2 separate regions of the Callithrix jacchus genome follow, and region 1 is linked to region 2. A link is a contact called in public Hi-C data. All regions are on one chromosome and are shown on one strand. Each heading gives the region's core, a stretch centred on a gene start, on an enhancer-like site or on the middle of the called end of the contact. The rest is flanking DNA. Distances are from core to core; before and after follow the strand shown.

Region 1 (4,271 bases), core at 1,157-3,656, 160 kb after region 2:
AGAAATCAGGAGGGGGAGGGGGAGGAAGACAGCTGCGCAGGAAAGTTGGGTCGGGGGAGGGGGCTGAGCCAGACCTTGGGAGGGGGGAAAGAGCTCAACCTGTTGGTAGGTTGCAGGATTTTTCACAGTATTTCCAAACAACACCTTTTTAAAATTGCAGGCGGACGTCGGGAAATAGGAACATTTAAAAAGCAAAGCTGACGGGGGAGGGCGGAAGGGGGAGGTGAGCGCGGAGGTGGGAGGGGCTTATTTCCGAAAAGGCAGATTCGAGGGCGAACGTTTTGACGAAGTCCAGTAATTAACCGGCGTAGACCACTGACGGGTAATTCTATCCTGGGGAGAGGGAGTGAACAGGCGATGCCAAAAGTACTGTCAACTCCATCAGACCACGGAATTCTGGAAGGACTGGCAGCTCCGAGCCCCGGGATGAGTTAAACGGGAAACCATTCATTTAACAAAAAGATCCTTAGATCCTTACACCTACCTCGAAAGCTCGAGAGCCTGGCACAGCACTAGCTGCCCTCAAAAGTCTGTTTGATTGCCCTGCTCTCGCTCTGGCAACACAAAGCCTCGCCAGGCGGCCGTGCGCCCTCCCTCCCTGCTGAGACGTGGGCACAGACGCCCCAAAACCCCAAAATAGTTCCCCCCGATAGGTACCGCGGCGCTGAGGTCGGTCAGCTGACGAGGGGAGCCCGCAGAAATGCGGTCACACATGAAATGACAGAGCCGAAGGGAGGCGGCCGCCCTGGCGCCCGGTGACAGAGGGCTCACCTCCGGCGTCCTCCCGGGAGCGCGGCGAGCGCCCCCGCGGCCGCCCAGAAACGTGCCGGGGAGGCTCTGTCCCTCCCCGCCCTCCCCGGGAGCTCCGTCTGGGCACGGAGAACGCCGGACCCGCAGGGCCAGTGGGCGAGCACACACCCCTCTGCCCTCCCCTCCCCCGCCCCCGTCCCACACACCCCCGAAGATCGCGCAGGAAGACGTCCACTTTTCGTGGAGTAATTGCAAACTAGAACATCAAATGGCTTGTCCGCGGGGAGGGGGAGTGGGCTAGAGATAGTTGTTAATGCTTAACGTGTTTGTGCCTGTTACACCACCGCTTTGAAATCCGCCCGGGCAGATCTGCAAGTTATTTGAATGTATTATTCCAGTACCTGTCATTTATCACTTTATTCAACACGTCTTTGCCAACTCAATAGCTTTTGATCTCATTCTGCCTCCATTTCGTAATTTCCGCCCTCTTAAACATATCAAATACTTACTTTAAAAAAAAGAGAGAACAATATCGAAACCCACCGAAAGAAATCCACCCAGACACGACCGAGCGAGACACGAAGGTAAATTTTCAAAAGGCAAAAAATATAAAAAGCATGTGATGTTCAAGAGGCAATAGCAGGAGAGCAAATGAACACACACACACACACACACACACACAATCCTTGAACAAAACCCTTCTCGAACAAGTTATTTGATCTTGACTAAAATCAGCAGTTGGATCCTCTTTGTAAAGCTGACAGCCAAACTCTGACAATGGTAAAATACTCGAGCCCCAGCTAGTGGCGCTACCCCTTTAAAAAAGGAGTCGATCCTGCTCGCCTGCAGAAGTGAATACAGTATTTTCAAGCTTGCCCTGTAATAAGCATTACTAGGGGGAAAAATAATAAAGAAAGAAAGAGGGACAGACAGGTTTACCACCTCGCCATGGTCGCTATTTCTGCCCTGGGGAGTGTCTTCTGGGAGGAAATAAAGTTTAGAGCTGGATAAAAGTTGCCGGCTGGTCCTCTCTTCCCACAACAGCTGGAGCTCCGCTATGCAAATCGGATCCTTTGGCGTACATCTTACAAAGAAAAAGTCGCCAAGGGACAAAATTCTTGGTTTGCCTTCAAGGTGGAATTGAAAAGCCTTGTAGAAAATGTAAGGTCCGTGCAAGCCACACGGTGAGCCGACCCACTGCAGGGGGGAAAAAACACCAAATAAATAATGTAGCCATCAGAGCACAAACATCTATTCCCAGACACATTTACACACAGACATCCACTCTCTTAATACAGACGATCCAACAGATATAACGCTGGGTGGAAAAATAATAGCACCCACAAATTTTCTGCCTCCCTTAAAAAAAAAAAAAAAAACTCAGCCCCCCCCCCCACCGCCACTTCTCCCCACCTCCCCATCTGAGGCGGTAAAATTACATTTTGTATGTATGATCAGTGCAGGGATTTTTTTAAACAATAAAAATGATTTGGGAGGATGCAGGGGGTAAAAGTTTGGTGAAAAGTTTGTGGGGGGTGTGGGTGGGTGCAGAGGTGTGGGTGAGCTGGGGGGTTGGGGGGTGCTGGGGGGTGCCGGGATCGGAGGAGCGGAGGAGAGCGAAATACCTGGAGTGAGTTGGGCTCCATCTCGACGTTCTGAATTGATTGAACTCAACATTCTCTCCAAACTTGTTGGCTTGAATGGATTGCATCAGGTCCTGGCAGGGAAACGCATTCTCTGCCTCCAGCCGGCGTAATGTCTCAATATAAAACTGAGCTCTTGCCTCCCTTTGGGCACCGAAATGATTGAAAATATGTCCTAATATTTCTATAACAACTCAATTTTCAGCTCCTGAAAAAACTATCTGGGTTTCCTTCCAAATATGGATTGATCAAATTCATAATCGAGAGAAAGGCGCCGTACGATCTCGGCGGGAAGAGGATGGATCAAGGCAAAAAACACATAGGAAGATTTGTAAAAATAAAAAGCACCCTAAAAAGTGTGTGAAGATGTGATTTCTCTCTCTCTAACCGCCCCTGTCTAGGGATATCGTCTGATGAGATTTTTGGAGAAGAGGAGGGCTAGCGAGCTTCGCTGTGCATCTGACAGGACCTGCTTGTATATGTCTAATATAAAGAACATTTCCTGCAGAGATTCCGGGGCGCTGCTCCTCTTTCTAATGCTCCTTAGCAGATTTGCTGTTATTAGACATGTAGATTTGTTTGATAGTTAAATTACGCTTCCTCACTGCCATGTTTTCGAGAACTAATCTGTTAAATTATCTTTTGATGCCTATTTACATGGAAGGGAAAAGTGGGTTATCGATTATATAAACATATAAATATTAATGCATTTGTTCGCTTCGCAAAAAAAAAATACTCAGAAAAAAAAAAAGACAAGTGAGCAGTGCACACACATCTTAGGATTTTGCAAACAATATTGAACGGACAGCGACTGCATTTAGGGACTGGAACAATAAACGATGCATGATAAATCAATAAATACGAGCAGCGAGTCTGCTCAGAATATGAATTCAGGCTCCCGGTTCTGCGTGTGCATTCTTTAATTTTGAAGTATATACACTAGTACGTGTTTACAATGCTGATGGACGCCAAGGGCGCTCTCAAATGATAATGTGTTTATATAACCCAGCGCTACAGGAATAATATACCGACTCCTACCCCACCCCCACCCCCTCCCCCGCCAAAAAAGGGAGGGGAGCTTCCTCAATAATAGTTTGAAACTGAAAAAATCCATTTGCAAACTAGTTAAATACAACCAGAAATTAAGCTGTTGAAAACCGGGGGCATGAACCGTAAGACAATAAAGGCTTTAAATGTGTATATTTATTGTTCTGGAGCCCTGGAGCATTGCGAGGTTTGCATGCACGGCTATTATGCAAACACAGAGAAACTTAAGAGCGACAGAACAAGGAACAGGCAGAGACTGCAAAGCCTTCGCTCGCTCCGACCCAGCTGCCGGTCCTCCGCCAGGCTAGATTGCATTTTCGCAGTGTTGATTTAAAATGGTGTACTTGCTTCCCCCACGTTCTCCCACCCCCTTCCCCGCTCTCCTCCCACTCCTTCCAGCACACCCCCACTCCAGCTTTTATTATATTGGCACCAATCTTTCCAAAGTGGGTCTGGCATGCTAAAAAAGTAAACATGTACTATATGGGGAATAAGGTCTGTATAGTATGACAGTTGAAACTTGATCTGTGATAAAATTACAGGATGTTGAAATTACTAGTAAGCTATTTTTAACGCTTTCGCAACGTTTCACCTCTAGTCACAGCATCTAGTTGAAACAGGATTACTTTAATGAAAATTATATTCACATGGCTGAAGTTAATACACCCGGCAGAGCACAAATGCCTCATATTCAGTGACTTGAGGTGGAAAGACCCTCAGTGTGTATTTTTATGCCTTTTCATAACGTCTGCGTCCGCTGCAGTAAGAATTAGGGCACTTAACATTATCTAAACCACATTTTTTTGATTCAGAACATGGGGAAGTAATAAA
Region 2 (4,705 bases), core at 1,497-3,996:
ATCTGCGCAGCTCTGATAATTCCGAAACGAAAACAAGCATACTCACTCTGTTTAAAACCTAAATAGGGTATTCGTTCTATCGGTGTTTTCCTTTCTTTCATGTATTTATAAAGTGCCACCAAGAAAGCTTGTTCATCTGCCCTGCACTCTTCACCAATGGCAACCTTTGGTTTTTCTTCATTTGAGACTTTTTTACAGTTATTGTGGTTATTCTTCGGCTTGGTCAAGGCTGACCTAGCCTCACATTTCACCTGAAAAAGGAAAAATATGCCATATCAGACCAGGCACAGCCCTGGGATCCTTACTAAGACATAGCTAGTGACAGAGCCAGTGACACTTTTCAGCGAGTGCTAAGGGTGATCCAGTAAATTATCCCTGCTTTTAATAACTTTTCAGAGGCATCACTGAAGATGAACTGTCTGAGGCCAGGGGACTGCAAATTTCTGTAAAGGGTCACATAGTAAATATTGTAGGCTTCTGGGTCATACATACAGTCTCTGTTGCAACTAGTCAACTCTAGTAGGACAGCAAGCGTAAGCAATATGTTAACGAATGGGTATGGCTATGTTCCAATAAAACTTTATTGACAGAAATAGCCAGCCAGAGGGCCACAGTTTGCCAAACTATGCCAGCTTCTTTTAGACTTCTGACAAGTACCTTGATGTGAAATGAGAGATAGGCTTTGCATCTGGTAGAAACATTCTTCTGTCTCTTTATATTAATACATTTTATTTTCTTAAGGAGAAGCATCAGTTAATGTCCCTGAACAAACCCTGCCTCCTTACCAAATAGTACCATATTTTATACTTTGCATCAAAATCGTTTACTACTTTGTAGTAAACGATTCTTGTTGCTATTCTCTCCATCAACCTAGAAAAACAAGTCAATACCAGCAAGGCCTCTGCTGTTTGCCACCCATGGGTGATGCCAGGGTACACCCTCAGTACGAAAGAAAAGATCTCACTGTTTAATGAGGGCTTCTTGCTTTATCAGTCAGCTCTAAGAGTAAGATGTTAACTTGCCACAAAAGAAAGAGTAGAGGTCAGCTAAAAACCCAAGAAGAGTGAGCATAAAGCTCCATAATTAAAAAATAAAAGGCGGTAAAGGCTCCAGATGTTCTTCCTTCCACACGGTAGGCAGATAGGGAACTTGGCATACTGAGCGGCTAACCTAATGTTCCCTCTCCACTGCCATGTTCTACAAGAGGCCTTTGATGGTTGTTAAATATAACGCTAAGTTGCTGAGCTATTTTAATTGTAAAAGGGGGAAGTACAAAGGGTCAGACTCTGAGTTCAAATGTGCCCATGGGGAATGTGTACATTCCAATATTCTTTACATCTCCATAACTGACATCAGGAGAGAAGAGGGCAAACGCTGGGGAAATGTTATGAATAAAAATGTCCCACATATTCTACAATGCTGTCCATTTCAGGATTTCGAACCCTTTTTCTTTCCCTGCAGATCATCCTTCCTGAGCATTAAGAACACAAAAGACTATGCTTATTTAGTAAAGGAAAGTACATTCTCTGCAAGAGTTTTCTTTATTGCTTATTCTCTCAAGTGAACACATAGAGTTTAAGATCTTTCAACTGGTCCTGCAAAGATAATACTTCCTATGAAACTGATTCAATGGGGCTTCTAGATAAGATTTTAATTTTTAAGGGGCTGTGGAAACGGGGACTAAAACGATTTTTCCATGTAGATTCTGTACTCTGTAATGTTATATTAAGGCAAATATCCTGTGAAAGTTTATGTTGTCATCATTTTTCACTGCCAAATTTTAGGCTGTTGGATCTAAAGTTCTGGTGAAATCTATAATTTATGTAGCGTCTTGAAATCATACATCACTCCAGTTTCAGTCTGCATCGCCTCCCACCCCTTTCTGAGTGTTTCCTGGGCAGCCAGGCTCTCTCTCAATGTGTTTGCTTTATTTCATACTCACAACCTGAATGAGGTATTTACGATTTTCGTATTAGAAACGAGGAAACAGAGGCAGACAGGATGAGCAGCATGGACAAGATCACAAGATCATGCCCTAGTTAGTAAGTGGGGAGTCTGAAATTTAAGCTCAGGCAGCCTTCCTTTAGGGCTTGTGCTTTTTTTAAACATTATACTTTTCTGACATTCTTCATACAAATATTAAATTGGTAATCAAAACAGACTTCCCAATTAAAAAGCCTATATGAATGATTACGGGGCATTACAAAACCTACTACTTAGAAATGTGGTTTATCAAATGAAAAGTAGAAGACAAATCTAGGGGGTTTCCAATGTGTCAAGGAGCTCCATTCCTTCTATTGTATAATGAGCAAAGGGGAGGGAAATCAGTTTTCCATTGAGTTCCTACAATGAGCTAGGTATGGTTCTGTGGGCTTCACATGCTCTACCTTAATGTTCCTAAGAATTGTCAAAAGGAGATATTTAGCCACATTTTATAGTTGAGGAAACTAGAGTTCAGTGAGGTCATGTATGGCTTGGAAGAGGCAGACCTCTGGGGTTTAGAATTCAGTTCTGCCCCGCTCGAAACCCCAAGCTTGTAACATAAAAGAGTAGATCTCTCAGGTTTGTGTATAAAATGAATGGAGTCTTAAATTTGCAGTGATAATGGGCCAACTATCTATATAATTAGGTCAGAAGCACCACTGTTAAAAGGAGAATGAGGTTTGAACTCCTTGGTGTCTAGAGAGCTGCTTACCCCTCTTCCTCATCTGTGTAGAAACAGAAACAGAAGGAAGACACAGAGGGGTGCATGAACCAGGTCCAGAGTAACCCAGACTCCGTGCTTCATAGCAAAGGCTCCAAGTGAAGCCAGGCTGCCACCTGCTGAACTCCATCCTGAATCTCAGTGGGCTGCCCGAACGCTGCTCCAGGGGAGGCCGGGTACTTAGTAAGAAGTGAACAAGAGAACAGAGGCTTCTTTTCTTGTTCCAGCTTGATACATTTTTTTTCTGGTTAACATAAATGACCTCTTTAGGGTATTATTCTGTTTCTGGGTAGGACTAAATCAAGTTCCTTTCTATATGTTTTTTTTTTACCCAAAGCATTCTCAGTATTTCAATCTATTGAATCATGACAGTGCAGATGGTAGTGGCAAGGAAAGTAGTCTTCAGGTTGGCTAAGAAAGCCCGACCTTCTGATCGTGACAGTTAATTACTAGATCTGCTTTTCCTGACCTGAACACTATACACCTGTTGAGTACCCTAAGGGCTTTGGGGTTTCCAAAATGATTGAGGAGGTGCTAATGAAATAATCAACATTTAACATTTTCCATGAACCAACACCTGTTTGATATTAACCACGTCCTTCCAGGGGATTGAGTTATAACTAATCCAGCCTTCAACTGGGACAATAAGATGTGCTGAACGAGCAATATAAAAGCTAGAGTTCTCATCTTGGTTTGGTTGCTACCTTGCTAGGTGACCCTCAGTTTCTTTCTTAGTAAAGCAAGAATGATAATCCCTGGGAACAGTCCTAAAGACCACATGAGAGGAAAAATATTGAAAATAATGAAAACATTCTATTTGTGAAATATCAAAACTCTGTTTATCATCTAAATGAACACACTGCCCACCATAGTTCTGCTTTTGTGTTCCTTTTAGAATATAAACCACCTGCTATACCCTTCTGCCCTTCAGAAAAATGCTTATGGGATATAAAAAATCATTTGCCATCTATCAATGTAGGCCTTTTATTAGGGTGCTATGCCAAGAAGATTTCTCATGTATAGATCGCTCTATGAAAGGCCTGGGCCTCAGGTCACTGCTTTAAAATGATTCCAGAAAAAAAAATGGCAGGATTTGGGCTGAACACAATCATGGGATCTTCAAAGAGTTGGTAGTTTCCTCTTCACACGACTCTTGCTGCCTTTGGGGAGCCATGTAATTCTCTCTCCCTTGGAAAATATGATCTTGCAAAGCTAGTCTTCAGTTCTCATGGAGGGAGTACAACATTTTGATGGTGACAGGCAAATCACTTGACTTATTTTTCCAATCATGAACACAACAAACCCAGTGGGTCCCACTCTAAGAGCTTTGCTGTGTGGAGCTGCATGAAGTTCGTGCTTAGTTAGAAATGGTCTGTTCCAGGCACTGTTGAAAAGAAACAGTCACATGGGTCTTGGTCATAAAGTCAAACAGCTCACTGTCCCCTAAAATGCTGCTTCCAGTTCAGCAGATGATCAGATGGTCACTAGCTTATAATCTCTCTACTGTCGTGTTTCATGAGAAAAGACCACGTAAAGACACACATGCCTTTTTCATGACTGTCCTCATCTCAGATGTGGCTTGTTCATTCTGCAGGTATTTTACATCTGTCTGTTAGTGCCATCAGACAAGCTTGTCATACTTCATACCTACTGATCTTTTTGCTTAAGTGGTCTTGCTAGACCCACTGGAAGCAGCCAAGGTGTGACTATAATCCAAGATTCTGAAAAGAGCCAAGCCATTAGACCAGTCCCTAGGAGCTGACTACACCATGACATTCATCTGTTCACCACTGAACACCAGTGGTGGAAGGATGATCCATCTCTTTGTAAAGATTCTGTTGGGCAGCACCGTTGTGGGGATGGGGTAAAGGCGTCACTTAGAAAATCCAGGACTGACTTCTATCCTTCTTGTTAAGAAGTCAGTGATCAAATAAAGCCCATCTATACAGCAGGCTCTTGTTCTTCTCGGCTTTGCGAACTCAACAGTGAGTTCTGAGCTGC

The links. A called contact is a pair of places that touch in the nucleus more often than the background predicts.
Region 1: a Hi-C map of skeletal muscle shows a contact between it and region 2, with 3 times the contacts expected there. The contact joins the promoter of ARID5B here to the enhancer-like site in region 2. A contact is called at or near these places in 2 of 3 Hi-C or Micro-C datasets (both in skeletal muscle).

Annotation. Positions count from the first base shown.
Region 1 is chr12:68,555,793-68,560,063 of calJac240_pri, forward strand. It overlaps ARID5B (AT-rich interaction domain 5B), which reads right to left and starts at 2,407. Exons shown (of 9, transcript XM_035268289.3): 1 at 2,376-2,407; 2 at 1,693-1,947. The coding sequence starts at 2,396.
Region 2 is chr12:68,397,530-68,402,234 of calJac240_pri, forward strand. ARID5B (AT-rich interaction domain 5B) reads right to left here. Exons shown (of 9, transcript XM_035268289.3): 5 at 47-251. Among named protein-coding and RNA genes, the nearest start is that of ARID5B, 160 kb to the right of the region's middle. Within about 2 kb of position 2,747, at least 1 of the 16 cell types and tissues checked has an H3K27ac peak or open chromatin away from gene starts, as enhancers often do. A contact at or near this core is called in skeletal muscle, where this site is marked.